Linked DNA regions of Anser cygnoides: region 2 is linked to region 1. Evidence: chromatin contacts called from public Hi-C data. All regions are on one chromosome and are shown on one strand. The core of a region is the stretch at or near the end of the contact, and the rest is flanking DNA. Distances in the headings are between cores, read along the strand shown. Region 1 holds the start of CXCL12 (C-X-C motif chemokine ligand 12). Region 2 has its middle 28 kb from the start of ERCC6.

Region 1 (7,253 bases), core at 2,981-5,480:
TGGAAAGAAAAAAAAAAAAAAAGCAATAGAAAAGCTGTATCTTTGGAAGAGCATTTGTCCACAGCTCACAGCTCAATTCTTTCACCCCACTACCCAGCCTTTTAATCCCGGTGCGTGGGATTTTGGAAGACAAAAGAAGAGGGAGAGAAAATGGAGACAAGAAAAGAAGAAGAGATTAGAATAAGGAGCCCCTCCATTGTGCGGGGATGCTCCTGGTAATTAGACAAGATAAAGGCCAAAAGAGGGGGCACTTGTCCTCTGTGTTGTTCTTGCCAAATGATTTTGACCCGAGGCCAAATTAGAAGGTAGCCAGAAGAAAGCGATGAATTCCAAAGAGATCAGATCAAAACGGCTCGGCTCAGGTGCAGGCTTTCAGGGGGGACTTACTGGCTACAGAAAAGCCCCGAGTCTTTCGGCCTTTCCCAGGGCCCGGCGGCTGACCTTTCCCCGCTGCAGCCAACCCTTACTTTCAGAGATGCTCGCACAAGGAGGTGCGAGCGGGAGATGTGAAATCACAGTGGTTTTGCAGGAGAGATCTGGGGTCTTTTGAACTTCCTCCAGCCCATGGCAAAGTAACGGCAACTCGAGAAGACAGCTATCAGGCGGTGTGTTCCCCAGGCACTCATCAGGGACCACCGGGCTGGAGGAGAGTCTCATCACCAGCGTCACGAGGGGCAGAATTAAATTTATCCCCTGGGTTAAAAGTCAGCAATATATATGCATGCAGAACTGAGGAAAGCTGCCTGGCTTTCACCACAGCATCCGATGCAGCCCTGCTAGATGATTTCTCCATGGAAGGACTTAATTACTGGCAACCAAGCGCACGTAAATGAAGTCCTTGCTCTGTGTGGAAGCTTCGAAGCCCCAGGCACAATGCAACACAAACACAGCACCTTTGCCTGGAAGTCTAGAAGGACCTGCCTAAGATTTTAAATGGTATCTCACTGGAGCAGTTTTCAGACTCCAGGAAGAACTGAATTCATAGTGAAGGTCCTAAGCCACAAGGTCTGGCTCACGGTGTCGATGGTCAGATCTGTATCTGACAGACTTTAGATCCCACACAGCAATCTGCCACCCTGTGTATGTAGCCACACGGGAGCACTCGCAGCATCTAAGCCCTGCTCCCTTAAAGGCAGACGAAGAGCTAAAGAGCAGGGAAAGGGCTGGAATCCCTAAGCTCTCTTCTAGGAAGGTGAGAAATGACACAGCTTTTCAAAGTGCAGCTGATCTGCACATATTGCATATTTACAAACACCTGTCCCTAGCACACATAACCACAGACAGCCTGGTGATGTTACCCTGTCCTCGGGAAGGAAAATCCTTTTTTTTTTCTGAGCACTTCTAACGAGATGAGCCAGAGTCTGATCCCCCTGGCAGACAGGCAAACAGAGAAATTCATCAGTGGAGTTCTTCCAGATTCACACCTGAATCAGGACTAGAAGTTAACAAAATCGGAGATCATTTTCCACTAGCTTCATGGCAATCCATCAGTCCAAATAATTATATCATTTATGAGTGAATAAATGGGAGAAGGAGCTCCCGTCTGTCATGCGAAGGGAGCAGGAGGGCTGCGGGGTGAGCCCCCAAACACGCGCTATACAGACTAGTGCTAGTGAGGAAGGGAGGGAGAAGGGCACTGGGATTTCTCACTGCATATCTGTGCCTCATAGCTACACATCAGTGCATTTATATAGGAAAGGGAGGCTGAAACCGCATGCAGTCATATAGCAACTCTCCGCACATCTGCAGAGCAAGCACCTCTGCAGGCTCGTACTGACAAAGTGAGTTTAAGCTTTACCCTACACAATGTTCAGATCTGTGACTTGAGAATGCAATCCCATCTTCTCTGAGACCGTGAGAGGGACTTTCGATCCCACCCCACTCACTTGAAATCGGGAGAGAAAGCTTAACCATGACCAACATGTTTCTAAATCCCGAAGCTGTTTCCTGCCCAGAAAAAGGGCATCCAGCACTGCGAGGCAGAGGGCATGCCCAGCATTCGGTGTGCTGTCACCCCAATGCAAGGCGCAGTGACAACTCCCATGCCAGCACAAGAATCCCTTTGGCATTTCTGTGCTCCTTGCTCGCTGACCAACTAGAGACATGGAGCGGCAGGGACGGCAGCAGGGGCATCGGGGCAGCTCTCAGCACCATTCCCAGGAAACCGACATCCCCTGCCCCTGCCCCGCCAGTGCTCCGGCTCTCGGAGCATGGCTGTGGCTCACTCTGCTCCCAGCAAGCCTCCTGCCAGGGAAACCCAGCGCACACAGCGCTCCCCGACACGGGAACCCCTACAGCAAGAAGCAGACGGGACACTGCTGGTCCTGCCCCGTGGCTGACAAGCGTATCTTTCTTTATCACATTTCAGAATTTGAAACAAATTGTTCCACACGTAGTAAAGCTGATTAAGCCAGTAACTCCATGGGCTGGCACTGCAGGAGTGGATGCTCTGTGGGTTCCCCGATGTCCAATAAACACTGAACACAAGCTGAGGCTACTCTCTCCTATGGTCTGTTAATTGTACCGTTACATGAAAACACCAGCTTAGCTTTCATGAAACTGATTGTGCATAAAGCTTTTGAGAACTTTATCTGTCTAGCACATTCGGTTGAAATGGGTGAAACAAGAGCTAGATGCTATTCAGACACCTCTCTGTCACTCCTGCAGCCGCACGTCCTTAGACAAAAGAAAGCAACTTTTTTGCTCTTGACTAGCAGGACTTATGTTTTTAATAGTTTGACTGTTTTCTGACCCAGAGCTGAGTTTTGCTGGCTCTGAACACCCACCTCTGCTGACAAATTCTCTCTAACCCAATGTGCTCACTGAAATCTCCCCCGCAGGGTGGACGCTTATCAAGGCTGGCCGGTCAGAGCAAGCGAGGGAAGCTCTGACCAGGCAAGCAGGCTGGGCACAAACAGACGAACCACTTGAAACAACGCAAGCATCATTTTACTCCTGTTCATCCAAAGCTACATCTGGTGGTATCAGGAGAGGGCTGACAACTTTTTAAGACTAGAACAGCTCCAGCTCCCTGGGGGATAAGACCATGATAGGTAAAACCAGCTTTACCAGAACGGCTGAGAAGAACTTGGAGCTCACCTGCCCTCCAGGACAAGACAGCCCCGCAACCCTCATCTGGATCAGGGTTGAGAGCACTACTTGACGTGCAAAGAAACAGGCAAAAAGCTGTTAGCACCGCAGTCCTGTGGTGTCAGTCCCCTTACACCAGTTTTTCCCCGACAGCTCTAAGCCGTTCCTCGCCCGAGCAGCCGGGCCCCCCACGCTCGCCCTGCCGTGAAGACACCGCAGCGGTGCGCCCCGGCCACACGGCCTGCCTCCGCCTTCGGCACCGAGCTATTGGGATCATCGGGAGCAATTAACTCGCTCCGGCTAAACAAAGGGGCACCGGGAGGGGACCCTTCCCCGCCCCGGGGGGGGGAACACCCAAGTTTCGGTCCCCAGAACGGACCAACGCGACAGGAGCGGCGGCTGCTGGGGATGCTCAGTGCCGATACGGGGTGCTTCCGAGGGGGGGGACAAAACGTGGCACACCTGTGCCAGCGGAGGACCGGGGCTCCCGGCGCCCAGAGACCCCCGGAGGCTGCGGGCAGGGGTCCCGCGGCTCCCCGACCCCTGGTCCGGGGACCCTGCGGGGACAGGCGGCCGCGGTGGCAGCGCCCCGTGGCGCTCGTCGGCGGGCAGCCCGTATTGCCCCGGGGCAGTTCGGGGTCCCCTTTTTGCTCCCCGTTCTCGGAGCCCCCCGAAACCTCGCCGCGGGGCTGCGGGAGCGAGCGGGGGATGCCCGCCGAGCGCCCGCTGCTGCTCAGCGCTGCCCCGATCGAGGGAACGGGGACAGAAGAGGCACGGGACCGGCCGCCTGGTTCTCATTTCTTGCAACTTTTTTTTCTCTCTTTAGTGGAAATCAAGGCGCACAATTTTGCAGCCCAAACGCCTCCCTGCGGAGCGAGCGCTGTCGGAGGCTCCCAGCTCCAGCAACCCCCCGCATCCCCTCGTCCTCCTGCCGGGGCTTTCCGGCGGGCAGGATGGGTCCCGGCGGCATCCCACTTACCCTCCGAGAGGGAGACGAGGGCCAGGGCGAAGGCGAGCAGGGCGAGGGCGCGGAGCTCCATGCTGGGCGCTGTGCTGCTCGTCCCGGCGGCGGCCGCGCTCTGAGCGAGTCCCCTCCTCCCCTGCCTCTATAGAGGGGCCGGGGGAGGGGAGCAGGGGGAGTAGCCAGCCTATGATTTATTGCCCGTGGCATGTTATTACATCCTTCCTCTGTTAAAAAATGCTTGGAAAGGGACCAAAAAAAGAGCGAGGGCTTTCTCGCTCCGCCAGCACCGCGGTCTCCCCCCTCCCCGGGCAGCAAAGAGCCTTCCCCGCTCCCCCCCCCCACCCCATCCCGGCCGACGGGGCTGGGATCTCGGGCACTGCAGGCAGCCCGGGCCGGGGCAGGGAGCTGCTGCTCCAAGCCCCCAGCCTCGGCCGGCTCCGGGCGTCCCGACCCCGCAGGTCCCGGCCCCGAGCCGCCAGGCTCCCCCCGGGGACGCATCCTGCCACGGCTCGGCCTCCGCACCCGGAGGAGAAAAATCCCCCTTCGCTCCCGTGGGCGAGAATCTAGGCTTACACCGGCGCCCTGGACACCAAATCCAGCGCCTCATACGAAGCATCCTCGCAGAAGTTTTTCCTCGGGGATTTTTCTTTTTTTATTTTCTTGTTCTTTTTTATTTTTTGATTTTTTTTTTGGGGGGGGGGGAGGTGGGGGGGGGGGATGGCAAAGAGAAGGAAGCTTTCAGTTTTGCTTCTGCATGCTTAGCCCTAAACACCACCTTTTCACCGTATTAGCCGGACCCGGTTCTCCATCTGCTGCCCCATTTCGCCCCCTTTGTGTTGCAGATGCTGCTGGGCTCCCTGGCACCTCGGCTGAAAACCCCCAGAGCATCGAGAGCCCCGAGGTCCCAGGGGTGCGCTTCCCCTGAGCTATCGCAGCATTGTCAAGTGTAATTGACCTAAGCACGTCCTCGCTGCCTGCAGTCCGAGACCACGGGGCCCTGTTTGTTGGCGTTCAATACTTCAAATAAACATCGAGGCTTTGGTTGAACTGGGACCCCTCGGCTGCATTTAAAACAGGCGCCCTCAGAGGGCTGGGATGGGGAGGGGACCACCGGGTAAAGCTAATCCTGGCCGGGAGGTGTTCAAAGGACAGGTCCACGAAGTCACCAAAGCCAGCAGCACAGCCAGATTTTACCCCGGGTAGCTTCAAGCTCTCTCTGCCACAGCACAGGACGTTGGAGGCATTGGCCCGAGGGAAATGCCTGCACTGCCACTGGGCCATGAGCTGGTTCCCTCCCCGGGACACAAGCTGCAAAAGGCGATTCTCACTCACATCCAGCTCCCCTAAACCTAGTTATTCGTATTTCCTTGGCTCTGTTTGCCAAGGAGCCCTGAATTTGCTCAGGCTGATCCTTGCTCTCCCCCTCTCCCTGGGCAAGCTAGCACGGTAGCGTAGGAACCCGATGCATTGAAAGGGCCAATAATCACCACTGGTGCTCGCTGCGGGTGCCCTGACAGTTGTGACATTCTGCAGGGACGGGAGAAGTGCAGGCTTAATCCAAGCACAAACACTGCCAGGAGCTCTGCTGTCCCGCCAGCGCTCCTCCTGGCACACGGGGACATCCACGCTGCCATAAAAGAGTGTCTGCTGCTGCTACCAGCACAGGGAAAACAGACAGCCCCAGGATCTCATCAAAGGGGCTGGATGGATGCAGAGTGAGCTCAGAGTTAAACCTGAGTAGTGGTCTCCCTCTCCCCTGCGCCCCCAAACATGCACACGTACTGCAGGGGAAATTGCTGGGACCCTAGGAGGTGCCTGGGCAGCCCTTCAGAGCCGACTGGAAGAGCTGCAGCACGCAGATACGGGGGTCCCCTACAGCTCCACACATGGTCAGCTTCAAGCAGCTCCTCCGCCACCTCACCAGAGCCGTCCCCAGTGTGCTGCCCAGCTGTGGCACACCAAGCGCCCGAGGACAACGGAGACCCCGGGACCCCGTGGACCCTTCTGCTGGGGGTTTGGTTTCCGCCCTCCCCACTTGTTCACCCACCCGTACGCGGGTATGTTCTGTACTGCACAGCAATCAGAAACCAAACCGAGCCTCAGGATTGTTTTAACAGGGTGATTTTACCTGTCCAGTCCTCACGCAGAACTTCCCCGGGTGGTTTTGTTTCGGGTCAGAGCAATCCCACCCGTGCAAAGACCCCCCGAAGGGGCTGCGGGGCAAGCTGGGGCGGCTGACCCGCACCCAGCACTGCCTTCATCGCTTCGCTGATGCAGTCCTGCTGCTGGGATAAAGAAAAAAGTCTTCATAAAAGAACTGAGCTCACCCAAACACCGAGCGATTTGTGCAAGCTGCGATACTTTTTCCACCGAGAACAAATTGTTACCTATAGCACAACGATTCTGTGTTTAAGATTTAAGCAGCAGGAAAACAATAAACACAAAGCAAAACAAAGCAAAAAGTGAAAAAAAAAACTCAATAAGGGTCTTGTCATTTGCCCCCCAATCTAAAATTATGATCTCAGGGAAATCTAAACAAATTATACACTGAAAAGAAAGCTGAGTGACTTTGTAAGTGTTAAATCCCATGAAAAAGTTCGTTTTAACTTCATGTTAACTCCCACAGATTTAACTAGTGCTCTTCTGAATGCTCAGAACAAGCAGCCTGCAGCCCTCAGTGAGCCGAATCCCACCCCATTCCCAAACCAACAGCAGCCAGAACTTCCTGGCGGCCACTAACTTTAATCTCTTATCTGAACACTAACAAAGAAAGGATGAATTCAGAAATCTTAAAAATAGACCTGCTGGTGATTTCAACACAGCTTAAGAGCCTTTTCTAATAATACCATATTATAAATTTTTAGCCTATTTGCATCAAATTACATTTCTTCTTAAACAGGAAGATGATAATATTTCTGCTGCTCAGAATTTTAGACTGGCATAACTCAGCACTGAAATCATTACTGTCTGAGCTTGCTTTAAATCCCCACAGATTATATCTACAGTAAGCCATTTCTAGCCAGTACAACACCACTCAGTATTATTAAGATTTTTTTTTTTTTTTTGTGAGTTAAGGATTAAGCTAAGTGTCCTTGGGTTGGGAAAATAGTATCCCTGATTTCATCTTGTTCTCACTAATACTATTTGACTGTGATCTCCCATAATATTTCCTGGGCTTATTATCTGTAACTAAACATAT
Region 2 (7,030 bases), core at 2,887-5,386, 240 kb before region 1:
CTGGATCCTCTGGTGCTTGAGCATGGCAGCGGACCTGCAGATCCTAGATCAAAGATGTCAGACGGGCATGTAGCTCTTCTCCGCACTCCCTGCGTGGTATCTGTGGTTTGACCTCTGGGAAAGGCTAAGGTGTGCTGTGTCCCTTCGTGTATGTGGTCTGTGTGAACACACAGCAATATTGTGAATGCCAGACGGGCCTACCCTGTGTTGGTAGTACCACTGCTTTTCTTTCAATCACTGCAACAAGTATTCTGCATGATTTAACTTTACAGTGCAATAAACTGTATGTGATGTTTGAAAAAATTATGGTTTGAGGGAGAGGCTTAGACCTGCTAAAGCAGCAGTTGTTTGTGTTACCACTAGTTATGTCTGCAGCTGCCTAGGCACTCAGCAGCCACTCAAAACCTAACAGGGACTGCAGAGATCGGAAGCTGCAGGGAAAGCTCTGAGGCTGTCCTGGGCGGTGGTGTCAGACCAGGCATGCACGCGCTCACGCACACATGCTGGCCGGCATGCTAGTGTTTCCCAAAGGGCTGGGCAAAAAATAACTTGAAAAAGGAAATGGTGCTGTTGAAAATACTTTCAGAACGCAAAATAAGCTCTTGTCCAAGAAAAGGTATTGCTCTGGGAGGAAGCCAGAAACCAAGTACACCCATGACCTGCAATGACCACAGCTTCTCTCTTCTGACCTGGCTTGCTTCTAGCCTCCTCAGGGAGTGCAGTACTGAGTGGAGGGAATGCCAGCAGCTTCTGCTCTTATTTATCTCCGCGGTGAAAAGATCAGAATGTCAGGGTGCTGTGCCTGAACAGTGCCTTTCCTTGGTGAATAGAGAACCCAGCAAAGAGATCCCACCCTATACCTACAGGCAGGGGAGGAGGGGGAATGCTGCGGAAAAATGTGCTGGTTGAACAAGAGCAAAACACCTAAGTTTAATCTCTTCTCCAAGTACGAATTCATTATATTTATTCAAGGCTATGGTTATTCTAGTAAGGAAGAGACATTTTTATGGGGTTATATCAAAGTAATTTTCTTATGTCAAAGTAAGTTTCATAGAAAAGTGGAGCATTACAGGATTAATTCAGGAATTTTTCAAAGGAGTAGACCGTTCTGTAAATATTAACTAAGCACCTTCAATCTGCTCATACTACTAGAATCAAACCAATGATGTGTCCTAGCACAAAGCCAAATGCCTTAATCTTCATATTCAGTGGAATTCTCTCTCTTGATCTAACAAGTCTTAGAAAAAATCTTTGCTCCTTTCAATTAAGGATGAGCAACAAGCAGAACAAAACGACAGAAAAGGCAAAATAAAAAACACCCCAATGAAAACAAGCTATCAGTTTTGGTGCAGAACTCTATGCCAAACTTTAATCTAGAGCTGTCCGTAAACTTTTCAGAAAAAATATTGTAGCAACCAAGTTATCTTGTAGGTGTACCAAATTTAGGGAAATTTTTGTTGGATGAAAGTTTTAACTTTCTGAGTATCATTTCAAGTGAAAACGTGGTGCTCATGTATGTGTAGAATCTAAACATCTGGATCATTGGGTATTTGTGCTTGGTCTTAGTTCAATGGCAGCGGGATCTGAACTTCCCGTGTACCAACTGAGTGCTTGCATGAAAATGCTGTGTTTTCTCTCTCAGGTTGTATACTGGATCAAGTTTGCCTTCATCTCCCTTCAAAGTATTTGGCTAAACTGCTGTTCAAACCTCTTCTAATAAGGATTTCACAGTTTCCTTTGCCATCTTTTTGAGAGCTTTTCTACCATTACAGTTACTCCTCTCAGATGTTTCCTCGAAATCTTTCTGTTACAGTTTTTTTATTTCTTCTCTTCTACGTATGGTGGTTATGCAAAACAAGTGGCAGTCTGTTTTTTATATAACAATTTTTTATTGAAACTTATTACCTTTTTTATTGAAACTTATTACTTTTTTTTTTGTTTTTATTGAAACTTTTTACCTTTACCTTCTATTACATGGATCCAGAAGGATGCTCTGTATCCTTATTATCATACATCATCTTTCACTACCCATATGATCAGTGATCAGTGATCTCCAGTGATCACTCCTTTTAGGCCAGTGAATTTCTGCTCAAATTAAACCAGGGGAAAAAAAAATCTGTTTCCCTCCTACACTGCTTCAGTATCAGAATTGCTTGAGAGAATAAGTTCCTCTGGGCATTCTGTAAAAGCTTCGTCCATCCAGCTCTTGAAGAGCAATGTTTTTCCGAAGTACTAATATAAAGGAGCTTAAAGCCCAATCATAATGAGTCTTACTGCTACAGCTATATTAGCATTCCATGCATAGAGAGTCAGAAATCAAATTCTGTGGGCAACACTTGTCTCAGACACTTGAATTGCTTGCAGACCCTCTATCTGAGGTCATAAGCACTGTTTTTTGACAGCAGGGGTCTCCCAAGTATGACGCTGTGTATTCTGTTTGTCTGAGCCTCTCCTCTACTGCTCTTGCAGGTGGCTTTCATTGGAGGACAGCCAGTTTGCATGAAGATTATTAATGTTTCACTGTTAGTGGTGCCTGCTAGTGGAATTAGCTGAAGTGCGTGTTCAAATGTGTGATATGAGGGACTCAGCTCCCTGTCCTGTGTCTCTGGCTCTCCATTTGTTTTACAATATCATTGTCAGGATGGTTGAAAAGACAAATGGAATCCACATAGACAGCTGGAGAGCAACTGGAAATAGAACATTGTTGGTCCTATCTACAAAATAATTCCACCATAAAATACCAGAGAGTTCTAACCAGTCCTTTCCGTCCTCCTTTCTCCCCTCATTCCAAGCCTCTGATTTTCCTGATTAAATGCTGGATAGCAGATTTTCTTAAGACAAGGAGAAGCAATTCTCAGCTGACCCTTGTGGAAGACCCTGCAGCTGCCTGCTTGACCTTGTTAGAGTGGTGTTTCTGACCCTGGTGCCCTGTCTTCCAAGGGGTTTTGATTTGACTCAGCAGTGCACCATCTCTGGGAGAGGTGAAGGTGGCTTTTCAGAAAACTTGGGACTGGACTTGCTTATCTCAGCTATGTCTGGCCTTTGAAAATCCACACAGGAAGCAGCAGCAGGACTGGGCTGTACCTAGTGGCCAGAGGAGGACTGATGTAGTTAGAAAGAGTGGTGGAGATAGTTCTCATGAGCAATAAATAGTTGTTTTGATAGACACCTTTAAAAATTAATCACAGCTTGAGCAGTTTTTCCCCCAAAACAGCACAGGTGGGTCAGGCAGAATGTTTTGTTGTCTATGTGCTAGGGAGTGAACCACTTTTCAGAGCCCTGACAAACAGCACACACCCAATTTTATTGGAACTAATTAGCTGTCGATGGAAGAGTGTCTTCAAAATGATGTATTCCTTTCACTGAGCCCAAAGAGCTGGCCTTGTTTCACATCTGTGTCTGATTACGTCTCTTGAACTTTAAGACAGCTGTCTTACAGGTTCATTTTCTGTAGGAACTCAGGAAATTACTCAGGAAAGCCACTGACACTACTACCACTTACTGCCAGATCTCTCTCACTCCTCATGTGAAGAAGCCTATTACGGGGAACTGCTGGCATGCAGCACGTTCAATGGCAGCTCAGCAATTAGTGTGGAATTTATAAAGACTGATTGCAATAGTTCCTAAATGTTACCACTTGATGTGTATTCTAATGGCCTACAAAGCAATCCCCAGAGACTGTGGCCCTTCCCTCCCACCAACAAATAGTAAGGGATTCTACAAATTGTATTGAGGTCACAGTGGAATTGATTAGGTGTAAGGAGTATAATATATGAAGGAGAATGTAATGTGATACTTATATGCAAGTCATTACTATAGTGAGGGACTTGATTATTGTAACATTGCCTCAAAATGATGGCGTTGTTTCCTGCTGCATGGAGCAGCCTTCAAAGAGCTGCAAAAAAATGACTGTTTCACTTTTTATTCCATTTTAATCTGGAAAAAGATAAGTGACTTGGAACAACTGAAACTCATTCCTCTTCTGGTTATTTTCCTGATAAAAATGAATTGAAGGACAAAAGGTGTTTTCTTAAGTGCCTTGCCAACAACTATACACTAATTACTTCCAAAGGGCATGCAGGCCACCAGTGTCGACTTGAATGAGAATTTAGGGCTTTTGATGATGTTGGTTGATTTTTCCCTTGAATTCTCAGCATACTGCTTTGGGCTATTATCTCATCTGATCTCAATGCTAAGCAAGAGTCAATCCCGCCAAAACTTGGATGGGAAGCAGCCAAGAGCAGGTGTTTCAGGAAATGGTGTTGGTTTATTAAGATATTTTATGTATTAAATCAATGTCCCAGAAAACTGCTGCAGTCACTGTGCTACTGAAGTTGCTTTGGTAGACCTATAAACACCTAAGTCCTGTTTTTCTGGTGAAAGAAAACCACACTTTTTAAAGCATAGCCTGATTTGCTTGAATATCCATGCCAAATAAGTTTTGATAAAATTTCTCACGAGTTTGCTTGTTGATTTCTGCCCTCTGTAGCTAGTATAATGCTCTGTGATTCAGGAGACTGATGATATACCGAAGGATTAAAAAAACAGGTCAGCTCAATTTGCTCACAAACTGACCAGAAGCTGAAATGTGTTTATAAGAAACATTAACCAAATGGATCAGACACATAAATTTGTAAGAATCAAGGGATGGTGGGAATCCTAAGAGCCACCATTGAGCCTGTGCTGGCCTGGAGCTGGCCACACACAGGGGCTGGGTCCATTATGTAAAGAGTAGCTGTGTGTGTGTGTGCTGGCATCTAAGCAGCAAGCCTTCTGAGTACTGCCAAGTTATCTAGAAGTAGAAAGGTATCTTCCGTATACAGAATACCAGGAAGACAACATAATTTTTTTTTTTTTGTCTTCTTGTTGTCCTTTCATTGTGTGAAAACCCAGAGTTAAGTAAAAGGAAATTACAAGAATAAAAAAAAAAAAAGAGAGAGAGAGAGAGAGAGAGAGAGAAAGGTCTCATGATAAAATATTTCTCTAGAATTAAGATCCTCACAAGTAAGTTCCTGAAATCACCAAAGGTACAAGGAAGGGTGGAGAATCTCCTTTGCAGGAAGAGATAAGAAAAAGTATATAAAAAAGTACATTCTAGCATAAAATGAGCAATCATTTAAATACCACCAATTTACTATAGAGTCACACAGATACTATGTATTCCAGTTAAACAAAAAAATCATTCAGGGTTTTCATTTCTTAAATTTCCTTCGTCAGATCCATTGCATTGGAGTTCCCTTCTCTTAAACTATTAGTGCAAAAAACAAAACAAAACAAAACAAAACAAAAACAAGTACCTTTTGACATTGTTCTCAAAACAGATCAAGAATTTTTGATATCTAGTGGAGAATGGTATACTGATAGATATTTCAAAATTTATTGAAGGAGGATCTGGGGGAGTGCAGGTAGGTGAAACTTCTCAATCCAACATTGAGTGACTGGTGTTTATCCATAAAACATGGCTGGGAGGATGAAAGTCAATATGCAATTTGCTGCATGAAAATTCAAAGCTATTGCTAACTGTGGGCTAGCACCCTTGGTGCCAGAAAGTGTGTGTTTAAATCCTTCTCTTACTTCTTTAGTGGTGCTGGAGGCGGGACCAGGAATAGTTCTTCCTCCCTTACATGTGTGGAGTCCTGTATGTTGGCTGTGTGTATGTTCATTTCCCACAGGGACAGGGGACTCCCATCTTCCTAGCTGACTATGACTGGAAGTGGTGAGTCCTGTTGTGCTATAAGTGAAGGAAAAAACATCTGCAAAAAAAAAAAGAGGAATTAATGGATCCAGTAACAGTTGTCTGACTATGAAAGCTTTCCAAGATTTCCTGGAAGCTGTAGAGCTGTAATCAACTAAACGTGAATACTGGACAAAAGTATTGTGGTGTTTGGGTTGTTCTTTTTTTTTTTTTTTTCCTTTTCTTTTTTCCTTTTTTTTTTTTTTCATTTAATTTTAAAATTATTTGTTGGAAGTACAGACTGAATTAAATCAAATTGCCAAAAGACCACAGGGGAGCTCTAAGAGGTCTGAGTACATAAACTTTGGCTCCCATTGGTTGGGCAGCTTTGGAGTCTTTAATCTTTGTTGCTGTTTATTTTTCATAGCTGTCATTCTCTGTAAGTCTAATTATTGGTTTTGTTAGTGGAGTCATAAAGTGTCCTGCTGGCTGGCTCAGAGTCCAGTGCTTGGGAACTCTTTGTTGCTGGGTGAGTCGTGACAAGTGCACATCACTCCAGGCTCCCCAACCTCCTCTGTGGGATTTGCAACAGCCTTGACAATTATTTGGCCAGCTGAAAAAGAGACAGCACAAAAATTAATAAAATGTGGTCCAGTAAAGCAATTTCCTTTCCCTTTCCCCGTCCTTCTTCCCTTCCCTACTTTATTTCATCTTTTGTCCCCCAGAAGTTAATTTTCAAATTAACGAACGCGTGCTACATGATACAGCTTTGGGTTTATAAGTGAGTCGAGAGCTGAAATCAGAGAGGCAGCAGGAACTGCATTTGACCTCAGCACTTGCCAGGCATGTAACAAGCACGCAGACACTGCACAGTCACCAAGGTGTCTGTGCTGTCCTCTAGGAAGCAATTATGAATGTCTTGCACTTACCCTCCCAGACTTGCTGCTGCCTGTGGGGTGGTGAAAGAAGTGAGGTACAGCGGGGTTGGGAGTGAGAACCCGGGATGGTGAAGTTGCAGGGGATCTTCTTGGCCTGAGGTCCTGCATTCCTGAGTAAATTCCAAATACAGCAGAGAGCACCAAGATTGGGGATGGTACTAACTTCACATGTGGGAATTCAGCAAAACTCCCATGACTGCCTTGGACAAAGGATATAGATAGGGGTTTCCAGCTCAGCTGGTCACTGGATCATAGTTTAACAGTGACCTTGAAGTTAATCCCAGTTATCAGTGTGGACATCCTGTTGGACTGAGGAGCACAGCCTTTACCTTCAGATGTGGTACATATTGCTACGTTAAAGTGCCTGTGTGCTGACTTTTGCAAATGCTAACTAATCGCACAGTCTTAACACTGTTTG

The links. A called contact is a pair of places that touch in the nucleus more often than the background predicts.
Region 2: a Hi-C map of granulosa cells shows a contact between it and region 1, with 2.4 times the contacts expected there. The contact joins the enhancer-like site here to the promoter of CXCL12 in region 1. A contact is called at or near these places in 3 of 7 Hi-C or Micro-C datasets (granulosa cells and liver).

Annotation. Positions count from the first base shown.
Region 1 is chr7:18,461,503-18,468,755 of Taihu_goose_T2T_genome, reverse strand. It overlaps CXCL12 (C-X-C motif chemokine ligand 12), which reads right to left and starts at 4,230. Exons shown (of 4, transcript XM_048069279.2): 1 at 4,070-4,230. The coding sequence starts at 4,130.
Region 2 is chr7:18,697,892-18,704,921 of Taihu_goose_T2T_genome, reverse strand. No RefSeq gene overlaps it. Among named protein-coding and RNA genes, the nearest start is that of ERCC6, 28 kb to the left of the region's middle. Within about 2 kb of position 4,136, at least 1 of the 3 cell types and tissues checked has open chromatin away from gene starts, as enhancers often do.